3 separate regions of the Mus musculus genome follow, and regions 1 and 3 are each linked to region 2. The links are chromatin contacts, called in public ChIA-PET maps. All regions are on one chromosome and are shown on one strand. Each heading gives the region's core, a stretch centred on a gene start, on an enhancer-like site or on the middle of the called end of the contact. The rest is flanking DNA. Distances are from core to core; before and after follow the strand shown.

The links. ChIA-PET counts read pairs in DNA pulled down with a chosen protein or histone mark.
Region 1: an RNA polymerase II ChIA-PET map of memory CD8 T cells shows a contact between it and region 2, with 10 read pairs. The contact joins two enhancer-like sites. A contact is called at or near these places in 4 of 115 datasets of contacts at active chromatin or transcription factors (DN3 thymocytes, acute myeloid leukemia, large pre-B cells and 1 more).
Region 3: an RNA polymerase II ChIA-PET map of memory CD8 T cells shows a contact between it and region 2, with 49 read pairs. The contact joins two enhancer-like sites. A contact is called at or near these places in 4 of 484 Hi-C or Micro-C datasets (CD4 T cells, the HL-1 cell line, bone marrow-derived macrophages and 1 more), 6 of 115 datasets of contacts at active chromatin or transcription factors (bone marrow-derived macrophages, embryonic basal ganglia, embryonic stem cells and 3 more) and 1 of 9 other capture datasets (embryonic stem cells).

Annotation. Positions count from the first base shown.
Region 1 is chr1:151,958,964-151,961,685 of GRCm38.p6, forward strand. All of the region lies in intron 3 of 1700025G04Rik (RIKEN cDNA 1700025G04 gene), which reads right to left. Among named protein-coding and RNA genes, the nearest start is that of 1700025G04Rik, 130 kb to the right of the region's middle. Within about 2 kb of position 1,413, at least 32 of the 459 cell types and tissues checked have an H3K27ac peak or open chromatin away from gene starts, as enhancers often do. A contact at or near this core is called in memory CD8 T cells, where this site is marked.
Region 2 is chr1:152,269,152-152,271,851 of GRCm38.p6, forward strand. The region is part of intron 3 of Gm36920 (a long non-coding RNA gene); the gene reads right to left. Among named protein-coding and RNA genes, the nearest start is that of Gm36920, 19 kb to the right of the region's middle. Within about 2 kb of position 1,435, at least 26 of the 459 cell types and tissues checked have an H3K27ac peak or open chromatin away from gene starts, as enhancers often do. A contact at or near this core is called in memory CD8 T cells, where this site is marked.
Region 3 is chr1:151,892,951-151,895,650 of GRCm38.p6, forward strand. 1700025G04Rik (RIKEN cDNA 1700025G04 gene) reads right to left here. Exons shown (of 6, transcript NM_197990.3): 6 at 1-482. The coding sequence ends at 444. Among named protein-coding and RNA genes, the nearest start is that of Edem3, 140 kb to the left of the region's middle. Within about 2 kb of position 1,266, at least 29 of the 459 cell types and tissues checked have an H3K27ac peak or open chromatin away from gene starts, as enhancers often do. A contact at or near this core is called in memory CD8 T cells, where this site is marked.

The DNA.
Region 1 (2,722 bases), core at 163-2,662, 310 kb before region 2:
ATGCATACTTTCTTTGAACAACTGGGTTTGAAAAGACAGGCATCTGCATGCACAAAACAAAACTGGGCCCTAATCCCATGCACAGACCTAAGTCAAACGGATCAGATATATGAGGCCCAGCACTACACAACTCTCAAGAGACAGCAGAAGACAAACCTATTTGCAGCACACATACCAGAGCCACACACAACACAGATGCTGCAAGGGCTCCCACTTGCCACTCCTCTCCACATTACCAAACGGGGCAGGCACGCTAGAGCCTTCAGCTCAGCACAGCTGTGCCATGTTGCTCAGGGAAGACTCTCTGCAGAAGGCAGTCATCAAAGCCAAAACCTCATAACTGGTCCAAGTGCTGAGACTTAGTGACTGGAGTTGACAGTGCTTTAAGGAGACATCTACATGAACTCCTATGAGGCTCAGAGAGTATCTTAGAAGAGGGAGCAGAGGCAATATAAGAGTTGGAGAATGGGGAGGGGCGCTGTGGAATGCTGTCTTCTGGACATGACATGATCTCTGTACTTGTGAATTTACAGCAAGAGCTACTGGTAAGAGAACACTGCTGGGGAAGAGGGAGATATTTCTATTCCAGGATATGTCTAGCTGCTGGTTTATGTGGGTAGCACTAACTGGACTCAATGAGTTATTAGAAACAAAACAGGATCATAAAGGTGGGAGGAGTACTTACTGGGGACTAGGAGGAAACTTGGGAAATGGATATGACCAAGACATATTGTGTACATGTATGAAATTGTCCCAAAATAAATAAAATAATTCTATTAAGAAAAACTGACAAAACGCCTCTTGTGGCAAGACATGAAACTATGGGAGACAGCAGAGTCAAAATTTTAAAATATTACACTTGACGGAAAAAAGACCACTAAAAATTTGCACAACAAATTAAAATAGAACTGAACATTATTAAAAAAATTTAAAAAGTCATCAAGAGACAAAACTAACAATATTAAAGGGAAATTACAGAACAGAAGAACACATATGAAATAGATGCAATAAAACGAATGCCCAGAATACATAGAAAATTCCTGAAATGGCCAACACCTCCACAGTCCGTTTTCTTTTTATTCAGTCCAGGACCCTAGCTTATAGGACGGTGCCATCTACATCCAGGGTGGGACTTCTCTGCTCTTTTACACCTTTCTGGAAACGCCCACATAGACACACCCAGAGGTGCTTCCACAGTGCTTCTAGCTTCTAAACCCCACTAAGATGACATTGGAGTCATTGAATATTCGAGTTGTCAAGTATCTAGCCTCACACATGCTCCGTAGCACAGGATACTTAATTACAAGACATGACGACAATTCCCCACATCTGTTCCAGCAAGGTGTGACATTCTAATCACAAAGGTATGCACAGTGACTAGGGAATGCTCAGGTCTTTGAAGGAGTGCACTCACACACACACCCCTGCCCCCAGCATTTCTCTCTTCTATTTGGCTGGTTGGTAGGCAGACCTGCCAATGGGCATGGAAGCAGCATTTTAAAATCCAGTTTAAAAGCTGTCTGTTGGATATGGCAGAGCAACAATACAGAAGGAGGCTGGGTCTCTGAATCTACAAAGCTTCCATAACAACCCTGCAGACTGTCTGTATGCCAGTGCTATGTGTAAACAAAATAAATGCTTGTAATGGGGTGCTACTGTACTTGTGTGAGCTGGCTCACTCCCATGTTGTGAGAGAGGTTAAAAGAAGACCCCAGGGGATCAGGCTGTAGACCTCAGGCTTCAGAGCAAGTAGGAAATTGAAGTTTTGATCAAGGAACAGGCAAGTCTCAACCACTTCCTCTGGGCAGTGGGCAGTGATTCGGTCTGCACTTGACCTCAGATACAACAGGGGTTCTACTTTGATGGTAAAAACAAGCAGCTTTTGGTGAGCACATGAGAAAACACAGCCTCCCTTAAGGTAGAGTCTGCCTGAGGGGCGGGTCTAATGGAGAATGGAGAAGAGGTTTCAACAATTCTTTGGTTTGCTTACTTGTTTTGAAATGATATTCAACAGGAAATGGGGCTGCCTGCTGTCCCTCCGGCACCTGAGGCTGTGTGTGAGAAGTCGTGAAGTGGCTGGGAAGTGCTTCAGGAGGCAACCTGTCTACCTGCTTCCGCTCCAGGATCCAGACTATGGAAGCAGGGACAGGCAGGCCTCTTCTATCCCCGCTGGAACATCTCTGTTAAGTTTTTTCTTGGGAAAACCTCGAGAGAGCTGATTTTACGTCATGCGACAACTGAACTTGCAGGTTGGATTTTACGCACCCCTCTTTCTGGGTCCCCGTTCGGCTGGCCTGGGCCATTTTCACGTTAGCAGGGATGACAGCGGTCCGGATGGAGCTCCATTTCCAGTGACAAATGTGCCATTCCGCCTCCCTGAACTGCTCAGACTCCTCAGTGCTGTTACTGTTTCAAAGCTGACATCATGTACTGGATTTCAAAATCCCCCAGGGATCTCTGTTGCTTGGGAAAGCCTGAGCTCTAACCTCAGAAGACCCCCCAGCTGACCTTTCCAGATTCTTCGCCCCCGCTGCTCAGTTTGCTGGCTAAGCACGACCTACACTTTCAGAGGCATCTTTTCTCAATTCCTTCTGTGCACACTGTCTCACTACCTCCCAAGTGTCTCCTTTCTGAGTGTCCGTGCCTGCTCTCTCCCTGACTCTGAGGGGAAATAATCTGGGATCTCCACAGCATTGTCTGTTTAACCGTATTTTAGTTTTTG
Region 2 (2,700 bases), core at 185-2,684:
GCTTGCTCTTGGCTGGAGTCGAAGCCTGGGCTTTTAGTCACCATGGCAGTACATTGTAGCTAAGATCAGTAGGTCTGAAAAAAGAAATCCATAAATATGATATCATAGTCACTAGGAGGATGATTAGCTATTATAAGGGTACCCTGAAGTTGGTAAGAAGATCCTTTTGTAGTTAAACAGAACCCACCTCAGGGCTGGAGAGATGGCTCAGCAGGTAAGAGCACTGACTGATCTTCCAGAGGACCTGGGTTCGATTCCCAGCACACACATGATAACCCATAACCATTGATAGCACCAGTTCCAGGGGATCCAACCCTCTCATCTGGCCTCTGCCAACACTGCATGAGTGTGGTAGACAGACAGACACGCTGGCACTCACACATATATATTAATTAAATAAAAATTTTATAAAAGTTCGTCTCCACAATTTATCAATTTGATGAACTTGGATTTTTATAGATTGAGTTCCCACTAAAAATATACACCTGAGTAATCTAGGAGAACTTCCTAGAAGACACAGACTTGGTAGGAATCAGACACTGGCTAACTCTCTTCCTTAAATAGCTGTCCATTCCCATGCAAGTGCAACCACTGAATTCAGCTTCTCTCCCCCAGCTGCTGGTGCAGTGGCTTTGCTGGGGTACACGCTCTTGCTGTGAGCTGTGCTATCCACTGCAGTCCTGCAATGAGGAGGAGCCAGGAAGCATCATTGCCTGCCAGCCAGTTCAGGCCGTGCATTAGCAGTCAGCCTACCTCGGCCGGCCTTGCTGCGCAGGCTTGGCCCAATCTGTAAGGCAAGGCAATTTTCCATCTCTAATTTTCTGCAAACTCACTGTCCCCTAAGAACAAATAGCTATAATCAAAATGCCTCCTGTTGACTTTGCAAAACCTTGGAGCAAGGCTAACCACAGGTTTCTAAATGCTCATCTTCAAAGCAGATCTTTAAGGATGTAAACTCAGGGGAGGAAGAGCTTCAAGAGAAACCACTGCAAAGGGCGGTGGAGCTGTGGGCTGGGCATGGTAAAGAGCACCTTGTCCATCCTCCGCACCTTGTCACGTACAGAGCTTTGAAAAGGACTTTTTTTCTGCATTTGGTCTAATAGAATAACAAGCATAAACAAGAAGCAAAGGTTGCTAGAGTCTGGTGTCTACACAAGGTTTTGGAAATGGCCAGCATATACATAACTGCTAAGTCGCAGATAATGGGTGGGGGGAGGGGCTGGCATTGTCAGAGAACAGCCTGAATAATCGTCTTCTAAACAGATGAACTCTGATTCTTCCATTACTCACTTTATCCGTAATGTGTGCTGTGGACTGTCAACTCACGGAGCTGAAGAGGAATTATCCATGCAAGGCACAGACTTACGCTCAGGCTGCTCTTGTTTGCAGGAGATGAGATTAGTGCATAGGGATGAGGTAAGACAGCGGAAATTGACGGCCACCAGGTAGAAGAGATGCAGAGAGTGGGTGACAGGAAGCCAGGGGTGGAAGAGGGTTGAGGTGGACTACAGTTGTCAAGAGAAGTTCAGTGGAAGAGACTTTGCACAGGTTAGGATTTGGAGAGCAACAGAAGCAGGTATGGAGGGCGGGGGGGGGGGTGTTCTAGGAGAGGAGAAGCAGGCCAGGAGTGTCTTTTTTTTTTTTTTCTGCTTGTCAAAGTCTTTGAGGCTTTTCGAAGATGAAAGCCTGCGGATATCTCTGTGTCTTCACAGAAAACCAGTCCAGTGCACACAGTTACATAAAACATGGGGGCACTAGATGATGTCCAAAGGGACAAGTTATGTATTACAGATTTTTAAAAATAGCATCTTATATTCTAAACAGCATAAAATTGAAACCGTATTTCACCTTTTCCTTAGCTTGGAATACTCGAAATGTTTAGTTGTAAAAGAAATAATTATTTGAACAGATATGATCAAAAGTGCATGCCTGTGTGTGTGTGAGAGAGACAGAGAGAGGGAGAGAGAGAGAGAGACAGACAGACAGAGACAGAAAGAGAGAGAGACAGAGACAGAGAGAGACATAGACAGAGACGGAGCATGCACTCTGACCGAGCAGCAGCAAGTCCGAGTGACCCACCTGTTTCTCCCACACCAGTGCTGGGTTTGGAAGCCTGTGCTACCACGTCTACATTTTTTAGGTGGGTTCTGGGAATCTGAACTACAGAGTTGATGTTTATGTGGGAAGCACTTTCCTAAACAAGCCTAGCCTAGCTACCCAATGCTAGTGTGTGTGTGTGTGTGTGTGTGTGTGTGTGTGTTTTAGACAAAAATCTCATTAGGTAGCCCAGGCTGGCCTGAAGCACAGAATTCTCTTGTCTCAGCTTCTTGGCAGACTCTCATTTATATCTGTGATTATTTCCTGTTGCTCTCTAACCAAACAGCTGTGTTTGGAATGGGTGAATAAGATTCCATTATAATGAAAAATATCACAAACCTGCCACTTGGGGAGAAATTTTTGAAATGCTGAAATGGCTGAGAAGATAGTTTGCATCCCATTTGATGATTAAGGGAGAGCACTCTACAGTTCAGATGAAAAGCTGTGTTAGAACCATACACCTGCCTGCAAGCAGGATTTTAACCGGCAATTTGGCTTCTAGGTAATATATGATGACCTACACAATAAATTAATCTTTTTTTTTTTTTATTTCACGAGAAACACAAGGCCAAAACAGTGCCAAGTATGCTCCCCAGAATTGCT
Region 3 (2,700 bases), core at 16-2,515, 380 kb before region 2:
GGATGCTTGACATCAAAGCAGAACCAGGCTAGAACTGACATCTGTATCAGAGTTCACCTCTACCCAATCGCCGAGGATACAGGCTAGAGAGCATCCTGAAACCAATAACATCTTTAAAGTGAACTGCAGAATTTTGCTGCATACTTGGACACGAGAGAAGTGAAAAGTTGCAACAAGTTTTAACTAGCAGCAACAAAGAAAGTTCCAGAACAGTTTTTTTTTTTGTTGTTGTTGTTTTTGTTCTTGTGTGTGTGTGTTTGTGTTTAGCAATATTCCTCTGCAGGTTCATTAAGAAACACTGTAATTTAATGGGGCATAGGACATGGAACAGTCTTCGTTCGCTATAGTGCTGTTCAGTGAAGAGAACCGACCTTTGCAAAGGTTTCAACTGGGGTGCAACCTATTTACACAGTAGTAGCTCCTGGTCCGACTGAGAACCGATGCTATGTGATATCCTCTTCTTCAGAACAGTAATCCCGACCCTGGGAAGAAACAAAAGCAAAGGTCACATGGGTAAACAACGTAAACCAGGGTCAAGAATAGCCGAGGCTGGTCCATTTGCTTCCAACTTACGTCTGCTCTGTAATAGACTCGAGTTTTCATCAGTGACCACTGGGTTTAGACTGATGCTGCACACGCAGGAACACACGCATGCATGCACGCACGGTACATGCGCACATGCAGGCTGATTTTCAAGCTCTATTTATTCAAGGCGTGATAGACCAATCCTATAATAAGCTTTTTAAAAACACCGGGCAGAATTTATCTCAACTTATATTACAGGCATATAGGAGATACAGCTTACACCAAGAAAGTCAAAGTGTTTCTCTCTCTCAGCAGGAAGACACAAGGGTCACTTTCAGCGGCTCACATTCTACAGCTTCCCCCACCCCCACAATTGGATTTTAAAATGTCACAGGAGAAAGGTGTGTAAAATCCAGGGGTGCCTGAGTTTTTAATTCACTCTAAAATGGTTTAGATGAACCGCAAATAAGGGTTTTATGAACACACGTGACAGATCTGGGGCTGTGGAATGTCTTAACAGATGACTCCAACCACAGGACCTTTGATGAGCCGGCCAGCGAGTAGGTTCCTGGCAAGTTTGAGGACAGTAGGAAATGGCTGCTTTTGAGGCTCTTCCGTTCCCTCGCCACTGTGAAGACACAGCTGGGACCGGGATTGAGGTTCTGTATCTGACCTGGCTGGGCTGTCCTGATCAAAAGTATGTAACTTCCTCAGACAGTACAAGACAAAACCACATTTCTGTGTCACCACAATGTCACAGAAGGGCTGCTGTGAAAGGTCAAGTTGGATTATTTGGTTTGCACCAATCACTTCACTGGTTTCTCTCTTCATGTGCAAGCTAGATGCTCTAAACCTGGGCACAAATGCTCCTTTAAAAACAGATCTTTTGGCTCAATAACATATAAAAATAAGAACCTCAAGTAATATAACTGAAAATAGTGCATGGCACTAAGTACTTTGGTAGTTTATCTTACTTAGATAAGCAAGCATCATCCCAAGCTATCTTCTTGTTAACTATTTTATAATACACCTATATCAGGCAACCTCCAGACATCCTTTGTTCTTTTATTTTGGTTCTATTTCATTTCTATAGTTGATGTGCATGAAGTATCGGTAGCAAACAACTCTTTGTTTACCATGTATCTACTCCTTTGATTTCAGGCTGAATTTATAAAATTATAAATCATATTTTATTACAGTAAAAAAACCTACGATTTTTTGGTTACTAGATGTACTTTTCTAACCCCCCAGCCTATGGTTCTTTCCAGCATATTCAGTAAAAAAAATATTTTTCAAACAAACCCAGAATTTTCTAAATAACTGGAATCCATTCTTAAAAATACCAATACTTAAAAATTTTAAAATGTAACTATTCATCTAACATGTAACATGTTTAAATGCTTGTTATACATCTGCATATATTGGGAATATGTCACAATTCCCTAATGCTAAGTGCCACTATAACGAATTTTTAGTCCCATGTCTGGCTGCTAATCCTGGCTGTGTTTCTTGCTGATTTTGGTACCTTGTTCAAGTTACCTCTTTTAGTCTCAGTTTTTCTCACTGATCAAATAAAAATGAGGACAGCTATTTAACATGGCTGTTGAAAGTATTAATAGAGTCTAAATTGTGACTATCATTTGCTCATAGTGTGTGGGCACATGTATACAAGTATATTTCATATGCATGAAGAAAACACAACAAACAGACACACGCTGCCATACAACGAAGCCCTGGGACCCACAGAAGCAGGGCTGATAACCCACTTCTTGACTTTCTGAGTGCCTTGCAGAGTGTCTAAGTCCAGTGCCAACTTGAGGTTTCATTCATTTGCGGCATAAAATCTCTAGTGGATGGAGAAAATGGACAACCAGTGCTCCCAGGAAGAGGATGTAGGTAGCAGTCACCCCATGACAGCCTACCCAGTGACATGGCTCAGGCTGACACTGTCCCTCACTTTGGCCCAGACCAGGCAGGAACTATTCTCTCAATCACCGTTGCAGAGATATACAGGAGACCTTCAAGGTTCCTGATCACTGGGAGTTTATTTTCCATCGTGTGATACAGGATACATACAAATCTATCTAGGCTTGACCTGAGGAGGCTCAGACTGGATTCACTGATGGATGCTGGGCAAAATAATAGGCTTTGGTTTCTTGGGCACAGCCATGATCT